Regions from separate parts of the Mus musculus genome. Here regions 2, 3 and 4 are each linked to region 1. Evidence: chromatin contacts called from public Micro-C and promoter capture Hi-C data. All regions are on one chromosome and are shown on one strand. Each heading gives the region's core, a stretch centred on a gene start, on an enhancer-like site or on the middle of the called end of the contact. The rest is flanking DNA. Distances are from core to core; before and after follow the strand shown. Region 1 holds the start of Ica1l (islet cell autoantigen 1-like). Region 2 holds the start of Nbeal1 (neurobeachin like 1). Region 3 has its middle 17 kb from the start of Fam117b. Region 4 holds the start of Fam117b (family with sequence similarity 117, member B).

The links. Promoter capture Hi-C pulls out the DNA fragments that hold promoters and counts their contacts. Hi-C and Micro-C count contacts between places; a contact is called where the count stands out from the background. Capture Hi-C pulls out chosen DNA fragments and counts their contacts.
Region 2: a contact with region 1 is called in a Micro-C map of embryonic stem cells, with 5 times the contacts expected there. The contact joins the promoter of Nbeal1 here to the promoter of Ica1l in region 1. A contact is called at or near these places in 5 of 39 promoter capture datasets (cranial neural crest, embryonic stem cells, pre-B cells and 2 more), 4 of 484 Hi-C or Micro-C datasets (embryonic stem cells and nephron progenitors), 2 of 115 datasets of contacts at active chromatin or transcription factors (effector CD8 T cells and memory CD8 T cells) and 1 of 9 other capture datasets (adipose tissue).
Region 3: a promoter capture Hi-C map of the SN4741 cell line shows a contact between it and region 1, with 4 times the contacts expected there. The contact joins the enhancer-like site here to the promoter of Ica1l in region 1. A contact is called at or near these places in 17 of 39 promoter capture datasets (the 3T3-L1 cell line, 3T3-L1-derived adipocytes, the C10 cell line and 13 more), 1 of 15 datasets of contacts at CTCF or cohesin (the G1E-ER4 cell line), 2 of 484 Hi-C or Micro-C datasets (bone marrow-derived macrophages and cerebral cortex), 1 of 115 datasets of contacts at active chromatin or transcription factors (stem cell-derived neural progenitor cells) and 4 of 9 other capture datasets (adipose tissue, liver, macrophages and 1 more).
Region 4: a contact with region 1 is called in a promoter capture Hi-C map of pancreatic islet. The contact joins the promoter of Fam117b here to the promoter of Ica1l in region 1. A contact is called at or near these places in 3 of 39 promoter capture datasets (embryonic stem cells, macrophages and pre-B cells), 3 of 484 Hi-C or Micro-C datasets (all in embryonic stem cells), 4 of 115 datasets of contacts at active chromatin or transcription factors (effector CD8 T cells, embryonic stem cells, memory CD8 T cells and 1 more) and 2 of 9 other capture datasets (adipose tissue and pancreatic islet).

The regions. Positions count from the first base shown.
Region 1 is chr1:60,041,548-60,044,553 of GRCm38.p6, forward strand. Ica1l (islet cell autoantigen 1-like) reads right to left here and starts at 1,575. Exons shown (of 11, transcript NM_027407.4): 1 at 1,250-1,575.
Region 2 is chr1:60,179,290-60,182,013 of GRCm38.p6, forward strand. It overlaps Nbeal1 (neurobeachin like 1), which reads left to right and starts at 1,310. Exons shown (of 55, transcript NM_173444.2): 1 at 1,310-1,396; 2 at 2,174-2,465. The coding sequence starts at 2,415.
Region 3 is chr1:59,894,129-59,897,196 of GRCm38.p6, forward strand. No RefSeq gene overlaps it. Among named protein-coding and RNA genes, the nearest start is that of Fam117b, 17 kb to the right of the region's middle. Within about 2 kb of position 1,518, at least 77 of the 459 cell types and tissues checked have an H3K27ac peak or open chromatin away from gene starts, as enhancers often do. A contact at or near this core is called in the G1E-ER4 cell line and bone marrow-derived macrophages, where this site is marked.
Region 4 is chr1:59,911,544-59,914,313 of GRCm38.p6, forward strand. It overlaps Fam117b (family with sequence similarity 117, member B), which reads left to right and starts at 1,463. Exons shown (of 8, transcript NM_001037725.3): 1 at 1,463-2,209. The coding sequence starts at 1,621.

The sequences.
Region 1 (3,006 bases), core at 325-2,824:
ACTACAGAAAACCAGAGTTTGTTAGTATAAAACAATGTAGTCTATTATGTTGCACATTTTGATATTTGGTCTTACTTCAGTCATTGGAATAAATTTAATTTTCATGACAAACATCTACAATGAAAATATGGATTTCTGCTTTTCCCATCAGTCTCATGTTTAGTTTTGTTTTTTGAACTGGGATCTCATCACCCTTCTAACTCTAAGATTATAATGATTTCTCTAGGGCTGGAGAGATGGCTCAGTGGTTAAGAGTACTGACTGCTCTTCCAGCGGTCCTGAGTTCAATTCCCAGCAACCACATGGTGGCTACAACCATCTGTAATGGGCATCCGATGCCAACTTCTGATGTGTCTGACGACAGTGACAGTATACCTACATACATGAAATAAATAGATAAATCTTTTTTTAAAGCTTATAATGATTTCTCTAGCAGTTAGGATTGCTGGTAATTAGACAGTGCTTTGCTATTTTTAATACCTACATGTACAACCCATTTCACATTATTAAAATAAGTACAGAAAGTTCAAAGAAAACTGGTAATGTTATGAACTGATAATATAAGATGATTTTTTAACTTTGGTCATATAAAATATATATATATCCACCATTAGGAGATGTTTTCTTGGCCAGTAAATGTATAACTGAAAGATATAATTAATTTCCATTAAAGAATGAGGTACCTGTAGCTGCTAAATATTGATGTATTTACAATATTACTTTACAAAACTTCGCTTAAGCCAGAATCAAATAATCCAATACTTAAATACTTAGAGCCCAAACCGCAGGGAAACATCATCTCCCCACAAACTATTTCAGCGACCCAGAGTTGCTAGCAGGTTGTGTGTTTTGTGCATGAAGATCATACATTATATGGCATCCCCGATTCACACACACTACTGGCAAGCCCACAGCTCACGGGTAGGACGCCAAGCAGGATTGTTTTTCCCGTCTCCATTTTTCTTAGAGCATCAGGTATCGGCTGCCTGCATCATCACCCAGGTGAGGTCAGTGGTCAGAGACACCTGGCCTGCTTTTCCCCAGCCGAATCCGTGCGGTGATGCTGGGGTCCCCACCTGGGAGAGGAGGCTTTGTGCACCGACACCCCCCGCGAGGTGATGCATTCCGACATCACCACGACCCGCAGCTTTGCTTAGGTTCTGTTCTCACCACGTCCATCTCGCAATTGGTCTGTTCTGAAGACATCCCACAACAGGACAATAATAGTAATAAATTAAGCGCGACGTACATAGGCAGCCAGCAGGAAAGCACGCAGGGCTGTGAGCATCTGCCCCGTATCGGGAGCGCCCAGGCCGGCCTCAGGCCGCGGCTTCCTTCCCCTGGAGGGAGCGCAGGAGACGCCCCCGCCGCGGACGGGTCGGGTCCGCCGAGGCCGCCGCCTGAGGCCGGCCCACGGAGAGCGCGCGGCCCGCGCCCCCGCCCGCCGTCGTCATGGGAACCAGGTTTGGCCACCGCCGCCCGCCGCCCTGAGGGAGCGGAGGGCCAGACCCCGGACCCTCACCGCGCCGCCGGAGCCGCGCCGCTCCTCGCCGCTCGGGCCGCGCTGAGCTCTTCCGCGCACCGGCCCAGCCGCCGCCCGCGAGCCCGCGAGCCCGCGCCCGCCGCGCCGGTGCGCCGAGGTGGGGGGCTCGGCGGCGGGAGATTTAAACCCGCGGCCCTGCGCGCGGCGGCTCCGCTCGGCTCCGCTCTGCGCGCCCCGGCGCCTCTCTCCGCCCGCGGAGGCCGCGCGCCCTGGGTGTCGCTTGCTCGTGAGAAGTGACGGGCGCCAGGCCCTGAGTCCCGGACCCTCACTGAGCCGAGGCAGCCGAGGTGGGTGCGTGGAAGACCGGCTTGGCCTTGTCTCCCGGCTCCTGCCTTCCCCTCGCTGCCTCTGCGCCTCAGTTGCCACTTAGTACTCGGGCTCGGCGCGAGGCAAGTGTTCACGCGAGGCGTCACACCCTCATCTTTAAAGGTTTAAAGAGGGACAACTGTTAATAACTGACTTCAAGAGCAAAAGTGGTGTCCGAGCCAAAAAACCCCAAGGGGGGGGGGGTGGGAATGGAAATAAGGCTAATGGAAAATTATTACTGGTAAGGAATAATAAACTCAAAGTGCTTTCCTTTTCAAGTTTTAACGTCCAAGTTCAACTTTCCTAAAGGTTTACAACATACGAATTAATTGTATATATGACATATATAGGCTGATAACGACCCCCCCCTTTAACTCTTAGGATAACCATCTGAGGGGTCATGGAGAACTACACGAAGTAAGGGGTCCAAACAGAATATTAATTACAAAGTAGTATGTAAAGTTTTTAAGTTTTAGACTAGAAAAAGAGCTACTTCTTCTATAAAGGGCTGATTTGAACTATAACTTTTAAGATAAATTTAAATTCTTACAACAGCTATTTTGGATTTCAAATAATGGGCAAATACTTGAAATTGTATGCAATATTGGGACATTTTCCCCTCTAGGAAAGTGTCAAATAGCTCCTCTTGCTCCTCAAAGTCCAAATCCTTGGAGGAATATGAATTAGCAGGAAGCAGATATGATTGGTCAACTATAGTTCTCCGGATCTTCCTTGTGTCACACTGAGATGGGTCAGTGGGGCCGCAGCTCTTTCTAAGGCTCCAGAGAGGAGCCCAGGCAAGGAGCGAGTGGTAGTCACAGCTATTGAATGAGTCCAGCTGTCAGCGAAGCAACAGGTGAGCAAAATGAAAAAGACTAAAGATGGGCAAAAACTTTGTGTGGAGGACCACAGTACAACCATGGCAAGAGTGAACTGCAGTCTGGACTGCTGACCTTGAATTAAAGGCCTCTGTAATCGAAGCTGGAAAGCTCCTGACAGGTAGCCGCAGCAGCTCCTGCAGGAGTATCTCTACCTCCCAATAGCCAGAAACCTGACAGAAACTTCTGGGTGCCCCATAACCACTTCAGAACCTACTGCCCTTCCTGACAGGGCTAGAAAGCAACCCACTGACCTGGCTGAGAATGTGTTAGATGGAT
Region 2 (2,724 bases), core at 60-2,559, 140 kb after region 1:
CCAGACCTCCAGCTCCCAGGGATAAGATATCTTCTGGCCTCAGAGGGTATACAAACATATGTGGCACAAGGACGCACACAGGGCATGTGGGGGCATTAGTATATTTTAAAAATAAAGGTCACATAGTGAACCCCCATGATGGCATTAGTAGCTTTACATTTATTTATCTATTGTGCATGTGTATATGCCAGAGGATAATTTTCATGAGTAGGTTCTTGCTTTCCATTTAGTGAGCTAGGGTCTCTTGTTTGTGGCCAGGGCTCGCTGGCCCTCCAGTCTCCATCTTGCATTTCAGGAGGTCTGGCTTGCACAGCAAGTCATCTCCCTCCCTTTCCTTTCTTCTTCTTTTCTTTTGTGGCAAGGTCTCATGCGGCACAGGTTGGTCCCAGACTTGCTAGGTAGCCCATGTCAGCGCTGAACTCCTGATCTCTCTCCCTCCATCTCCTAAGTGCTAGATCACAGACCTGTTTCTTCAGGGTGGCTTCGATTATTTCTGAAGCTTAGTGATTACATATAGAAGTTCATTTTATTACTTTGTTTCCTTGTGTGTGCTTGTTAGGAATCAAACACAGGGCATCTCAGATGCTAAGCTGCTCTAAAACTGATTTTTTTATATGTTTGTAAAATTTCACAATAGTTTCTTAAATGTTTAGATTTAAAAGGTTAATCTTACGCTTTTCTCCTCTCTTAAAACAATAGCAACAACAACAACCTTAAGAAAGTGTGTGCAGCTAATAAGACTGCCTTTTGCTTCTTTTTCTGAAAGACGGAACTCATTCCGTACAGCAGTCTCCTTGGAACAGACACAGAATGGCAGTGACAGTACAAAGGCAACGACGCCAGAACAGGTAAAGATTTCTTTTCTTCTTTTTTCGCTTTTGAGCTCTGTCCCAGGACCAATCCCATTTCTACAAAGAAATCAAATCGAGATCCCTTCGAGACGCCCTAGGGTCGCCGGTCCTCAGCTGATTCGCAGAGGCGCCGCCAGGCGAGGAAAGTTCCGTCCGCCCCACCTAGCAGGGGCGGGGAGCGACGTCAGCACGTCGGCCCTCACGTCCAGCTGGGTGACTACTGACCGGAATGCCCAGGCTGGCTCCGACCGCTTTCAGAGCCTGAGCGAGGGCACTGCGGCTGCGCAGGCATGCCGGGGGAGGGGCTTCGGGGCTGAGCGGCCCTCGAGGAGCGGCTGCCGGAGGGCCGGGTAAATCCCCAGAGGCCGGAATGATTAGCCCAGGGGCTGCTCCGCCCCTGGCTCCTCCCACCCCGCGTCGGCGCTACCCCGCCTCCGCCTCCGCCTCCCGCCCGGCTTCGGGGTGACACGGGGCTTCGCCGCGGGCAGGGCGGAGGGCAGCAAGTTAGCCCGCGGCGGGGTGGCGCCGGCGGGCCTGTGAGCGTGGTGAGGGGACGCCGAGGTCGGGCGGAGGCTGCCGCGGGGCGGGAAGGCCCGGGGGAATGCGGCGCAGGGCTGCAGCCTGAGGGGCGGCGGCGGCGGGCGAGGGGGCGCGGCCGGCCCGGGCGGGTCTGGCTGCGGCCGGTTGGCGTGGGTCCCGGGTCTGGGTCCCAGAGCGCTCCGGGCCGCGCTTCTGAAGTTGATTGGCACGCCTGACGTTTGTCTCTCTTGTTCGTAACGGGGACGCAGGGAGGAAATGGAAAGGTCCCCGGACTGCTGCGAGGCGGGGTCTGGGGTCGTCCCACGGGAGGTGGTCCTTGCCACGGTGTGTGAGCCCCTTTCTTCTTGGGTGGAGAGGTGGAAGCCAGGTAGGCAGGATGACTTTCGCTGTGTGGATGGTTAAAACAAACAAACCAGGAATTCCTCGGGCCCTCCCCCCACGCCCTGCCCTGCAACGCAGCAAACATTCCCAGCAACTTTTAAGAAGCTGGCGAGAAATCTCGGATATTTGTTGTGTTTGATCTGTGCTCCTGGTTAAAGGAAGGCGTGAGTAGGGAGCCGTCTTCCTTCCCATCTACCGCAGTTTTGGTTGTGAATCTGCCTGGAAGGTTTTAGTATTTTATGTTGATCATTAGTCGTGGTGTGCCAAACAGGAGTTTCTGGAATATCTAATCACATTAAAAATTTATCCCTTTGAATGGGGTGATCAAGGCAGACGGATATCTGGATTTTTTTTTTTCAAATGTGGCTTAAAAAAACTTAGGATATTTTTGTATTTCACAGACCTATTTACGAGACCAGCTACCCCTGATGAAGAAGTGTTGGAGTAGTTGCTGAAATTGACCCTTATTGACCTGAGACAGTCTTATTTGTTCTACGAATTTTTTTTTTTGTTTTTTTTTTGTTTATTCCACTGCTTTGAGCTTTACTGTAACGGCTGATAAACTTGGAAAATAAAGTAATATGATATGGTCTTGAACCGTCTTTTTGAGGAAATATTAAAGTACCAGAGTGGAAAGCCAGAATGGCAGCCAGAGAGAGGCTCTTTGAACTTTGGATGCTTTATTGTACAAAGGTAATTTGCTTTCCTTTTATTTCTGTACTTAAAATTACTTGATTATAAAATTTTGTATCCAGCATTATGACCTTATTGTGTAGTGTGTTTGTGCATATTGATAATCCTGAACTGGCAGGTGTGGTGGTGCATACCTTTAGTCCCAGAACAGAGTCCTAGAACAATGCCGGGCCAGGTGGTGTTATGTGAGTTTGAGTCTATCCTAGTGGACGTAAGACATTTCCAGGACAGCCAGGGCTGCAATTCTCAAAACAGAACC
Region 3 (3,068 bases), core at 268-2,767, 150 kb before region 1:
CAAGCTTCTAGAATGGCCCCTCAGCCCACTACTTACGGTTGGGAAGTAAGGGTATTGAAACCAGGGTGTTGCCACCTAAGCTTGTCTTAGCAAAACCCTTTTGAACAGATGGCTTTCACTTGCTCTTTGGTCAGACCTGCAAAACACTGAGATAAGGCATTATCTTGGTTACAGAAAACCTCTCAGAGGTCTCTCAGCTGACAGCGCCTACAGCACTTGAGCCACATCTTTCTTTTTGTCTTTAGAACCCTGGGTTTGGCGGAGTGCAGGCAGCTAATTGATATTGGTTTGAATGACTTCATAACCAGCTACCTCCTTGTGGATCAGTTAATATACACCTGTTACTAATTTGGGGTTCAATTCTCTTCAGGTTGTAAGGCTTGAATGTGACTCTAATATTGTCCTCATTGATTAGGGATGAAAAAGACATGAGCAGTTATTGAGTCTACAGTAGCTTCCTTTTGGCAATGGAGAAACCAAGGCTCACATTTGTTAAATAGTTTTTCAAACAGATGGAAGAATCCATGACCCGATAATGTCTCATCTGCTTTAAATGCCCCAAGGCCTTAAGAAGGCAGTTTCCAATTTCTATTCTACTATGTTCTTTTCCTCTCCCTCTGATGGTTCCCTCCTTCTGAGTACCTTGCTTGGGCACACACATCCTCTAATATTTGTTTTATTTTATTTACTGGGCATTGAACTAGGGCACTTTGCCTGTGACCTCTAACCCTGGTTGAGCTGGGTGAGACCCCTAACCCAGGTTAAAGGCCCTTTTCTGCTCAGTAGACACACTGACATTTCAGGGCCTCCTTTTCTGTTGTGTGGGTCCCAGGGCCCAAACACAGGGCCTCGGACTTGCTGGTGAGCATCTCTCGCACTGAGTGAGCTGCTAGCTCACTGGCCTTCTTGTAAAATACAGTACTTGCTCTATGTGAACTCCAAAATGGCTTTGCCTCTGAAATCCTATGATTGCACCCTGAGAACTGGAAAGGATATAAAATTTTACCCTTTTAAAGTCAAAGTGACACCCTCCTGCCCTGCAGAATTAATTCATCCTTTTGGTATTTGTGTGATGTCCCTTTCTGTTGTTTGATATAAGTGGAATGATTTGGCTCTCATTTCAATGGTTTCAATGGTTGTTTTCCATCTGCCATATACCCAAGAAGTAATTTGCACAATGGTTAATTATTGTTTTCCATTTGTCATGCTACCCAAAAGGAACTGCAGAATGGCCCAAGGTGGTGTGACTCAGCTCCTTCGGGCCCCTTTTCAGGTGTTCTTTTGAAGATCCCAGGCCACCTCCCTCATACCATCCACCCAGGTCTGATCTTCCTTTGCTTCTCATAGAATTGGGAGAAGGGTCACAGGATCCTGAGCTCAGGAAGGGGAGATGCCCGGGAAAGGGAAAGCTGCCAGGTGCTAACTCAGCTCAGGCACAGGCCACGAGTCACTTAAGACCTCTCGAATCTCTGCTCAGTGGGGTTACTAAATTTGCACTGTCTCTGCAGAGTCCTCTAGACGTCTCTTGGCAGCTTGCCCTTTGCCACTTCCCATTCTTCATGCCTACACACCCAGGAGTGGAGGAGAGTCAAGAGATCAGCTTTCTGGCTCCCCCTGAAAGGATGCCCTGTTTGGCAGAGGCAGAGACAAAACCTGCCTGGTTTTGAAAATTGCCCTTATGTGCAAAGCTGCAGGCTGTAGAATTACCTGTGACCTGAACTTAAAGGAACATGGATTGTCTTAGTTAGGGTTTTACTGCTGTAAACAGACACCATGACCACAGCAACTCTTATAAAGGACAACATTTAATTGGGGCTAGTTTCCAAGGTTCAGAGGTTCACTCTATTATGATTATGGCAGGAAGCATGGCAGCATCTAGGCAGGCATGATGTTGGAGGAGCTGAGAGTTCTACCTCTTGTTCCAAGGGCAGCTAAAAGACTGGCTTCTTCCTGGTTAGGAGGATGGTCTCATTGCCCATGCCCACAGTGACATACTTCCTCCAACAAGGCCAAACCTACTCCAACAAGGTACCTCCTAATAGTGCCACTCCCTGGGCCAGGCATATTCAAACCACTCAATGGACACAGCCTTGGATTACTTTACCCAAAACAGGCTTTCTGATTCTCCATAGGCTGCTCACACTATCAGTCACTCATCAGCACTGTGAAGCACTTGTTTTAAGCATGAAGATAAGGTAGAAGAGGAAGAGAAGTCAGGATCTCTGACCTTGAGTACGAAAAGACTAAGGTCTAGAGAGAACACAGAGAGATACTAAATAACATACAAACACACACACAATAAGGAAATAAAGAGACTTTGCAGATGTGTGCAGGTGCTAAGTGGCATGATCAGATCTTGGGTGGAGTCCATCAAAGAGGATGTGTTGCAAGAATAGCTCCTGCAGATTTATTTGAATATATAAATGTAAGGAACCAAGGACATTTATTATTATTTTATTATTATTATTACCATTCTTTTGTTTGTTAGTTTTGTGTGAGGCAAGGTTTCTCTATATAGCCCTGGCTGCCCTGGAACTTGCTTTGTAGACTGGGCTGGTCTTAAACTCAGATATCTCTCTGTCTCTGCTGGGATTAAAGGGGTGGGCCACCACCACCCATTAAAGGCATTTTTAAAAGTTGAAATGATTAAAGAAAGCCCTGTTGTGCCATAGTCTAGAAAGACAAATGGCAGACACTAAAGAGTACACGGTAAATTAAATATGAAAAGAGTCATGAATAGAAAGAAACAATGAAGCTACCCCATGAAATCTATAAGGCACACCTGAGCAGCATGCTAAGGCATGTAGTCATGATGGGTGAGAGTGTGTGTGTGTGTGTGTGTGTGTGTGTGTGTGTGTAGGGGGTTCCTGAGCTTGGAGGACATATGAGTTTATCTGTGGGTATGCCACCTGCCTGCTGTATGGAAACTCCCAAGGGAAGATCAGTAGCAGAGCCCAGGTTAGAACTGCAGCTGTGGAGATGGTGCAGAGATGGACCAGTGAGCAAGGCTTCATGAGGCCCAGAGCCAGAGAAGCCAACATACACGAGTGCTTACTATGTGACAAGCT
Region 4 (2,770 bases), core at 213-2,712, 130 kb before region 1:
TCTGTAGCAGATGGTATTGCTTAGCTGCACCTTACAAATAAGAAACTTGTTTATGGACATACCTGAGATCACAGGCTATGTGGGGGATCTGACTGTCTCCAGGACCCTAGGAACCTATCTAACAGCTTTCTACAGGAACCCAATAGGGCTTGAGGCCTAGAACCTGTTACCAGAACCACCACGCCTTGGTTAAGGGATCTTTTTAGAATGTATAGCTATTAAAGCCATAAAGGGATTAAGGATGCCACGTGCAGTCTGCATGTCGACTTTTTAATTGAAGAGGAACCCGCGTATTATGATTACTTTAGAATTTCTTGCCTTTCAGAGAGTTCTTATGAAAGCCATGGAGACTTATTTTCTCCACCAGACTAAACTATGAATGGTGGGCCAATGAAACGGCTCAGTCTGATGCATGAGTCTGATTCCCTGCACAGACATGTTAGAAAAGAACAGGCTGTCCTTTGACCTCTACATGCATGCACATGCTTATTCACAAACCAGATACATAAATGTAATAAATAAATAAATAAATAAATAAATAAATAAATAAATATGGGTGGTGCACCCAGTTCTGTCTCAAATAGAGAGGAGCAAGTGGAGGCCACAGCACTTTATAAACTTGCATCTTTCTAAGGTATAAGGGAACTGTAAAGTAACTGATTAAATAAATTCTTTATTACTTGAGATCTATAAGGGTGGGGGCTAGTAGCAACACTACTCGATAACTGAACTTCACAGATACCATCTAAAGTTGCATTCTAACCTGCAAATATAATCGTTCTGATATTTGAATCTTTGTAGCGCCAAAAAGAAAAGAGAAGAAAGATATAAAATACCCTAGAATTAAAGTTCTTTTATTTTAGAGCCCTGCTCATAGGTAGATGGAATTAGGGCAGAACAAAAAGATTGGGGGGCGGGGGTGAGGGGAGTCTCCAAAGAGATGTGCGTACGTGTTAACTTACAGACACCACTGCTGTAAGGAAATGAGTTTCAGAGGGAAAGAGTCGGTTCAGACCATCCCCGGGGACACCGTGGTCCCGTACAGTCCGTCCCTTTGGCCAAATTCCCGGAGTCCCAGGGGCTCCCTCCAGCGGGAAACAGGGACGCGCGTGGCCGGGCGCGCGCCTACACGTACACGCACGTGTACACACACACACACGCACGCACACACGTCCGCACACGCACGCAACCCCCCCTCACCCCCCACCCCCGCATCCCTCTACACAAGCCACAAGCGTTCCCTCCGCACCCCTCCTCCTGCCACGGCCGGTTTCCTCCGCCGCCCGACCCCTCGGGGGCGGGCCTCTTTCTCTTTAAAGAGCAGAAGCAGCCTCGGGAGCCGAGATGCGCGCAGCCAATCAGCGAGGCCGAGTGGCTCGAGCGCGCTGACGCTACACCAATGAGCGGCGGCAGGGGGCGGGGACAACGGAGGAGACACTATTGTTGATGAGGAGCCGCGGCGGCGGCTGCATCACCTCGTCGGTGCCCGTCGCTGCCCGCGCGCCCCCTGGTCCTGAAGTCAGGCTACGTCACCCGCTGGCTCAGGCCTTCCCTCGGGCCCCGAGCAGCCGGTCCCCGCCGCCCAGCACCCCCGGCCGCCGTCTCTGGGGCGGGGGGACCATGTCCCAGCGGGTGAGGCGCAATGGGTCTCCCACGCCCGCCGGCGCCCTCGCGGGTGGCGCGGTCGGCCCGCCCGGGGGCCCTGGGAGCCGCCTGCAGCCCATGAGGGCGACGGTGCCGTTCCAGCTGAAGCAGCAGCAGCAACATGGCAGCCCCACGCGGGGCGGCGGCGGCGGCGGCAACAACGGAGGCAACGGAGGCGCCTCAGGCCCCTCGGGCGGCGGCGGCAGTGGCGGCCCGCGCACCGCCTCACGCAGCACCAGCCCCACGCGCGGCGGCGGCGGCAGCGCGGCGGCGCGTACCAGCCCCACGGTGGCCACGCAGACGGGAGCGTCCGTGACGTCCACGCGCGGTACCAGCCCCACGCGCGGCACGGCGCCTGGGGCCCGAAGCAGTCCTCCGCGCCCGCAGCCGCCACCGCCCCTGCTGGGCACCGTGTCGTCGCCCAGTTCGTCGCCCACCCACCTGTGGCCGAGCGAGGTGATTGCGGCCCCACCCTCCGCCCGCGTCCGCCACCGGAGGAGGTCCCCAGAGCAGGGCCGACCCTCGGCGGAGAAGAGGAGCCCCAGCGCCCCGGTGTGCAAAGCAGGTACGTGGAGGACAGGGGTCCTGTGCCGCCGAGTGGGGACTGCAGCGCTCCGGTGGGGCGGGGCGGGGCGGGGCGGGGCGTGCGGTCCGCCACCCCTGCGTCTTGCCCGTGCGGGTCTCCGCCGTGGAGGTGCGGCCGCTAACCTTGGGCCTGGGCTCAATTTGTGGAAATCATAAACCCTGGGGTTTGGCCTTGCGTCGCTACTGCTGGGGCTGGTCCTGTCACTTTTGGTGACGCGGTTAATGCTTGCAAATAGCACTTGTGTGCTGCTTAGTGTTTCTGTTCCACAAAACAGTTTCGGATCTGGAGGACTGAATGCATCAGCAAAGGCGGATTTGGATCATTGAAGAGTTGTGAAGCTGGGAGCAGTTTTTGCATTTCGTAAGACTTAATGAGTAGCAAGAAGGGAGAAGTTAAGCAAGATTGCTTTGGGGTGTGTGCATAGGTCTATGTATGTGTTTACACATATACGTAAATGGTAGATAGCTAGCCTGAGGGTCTGAGTGTGTTTCTGAGATACTGGTTTTATTTCTCTTAGACTTATTCTTTGCTTCCCGCACC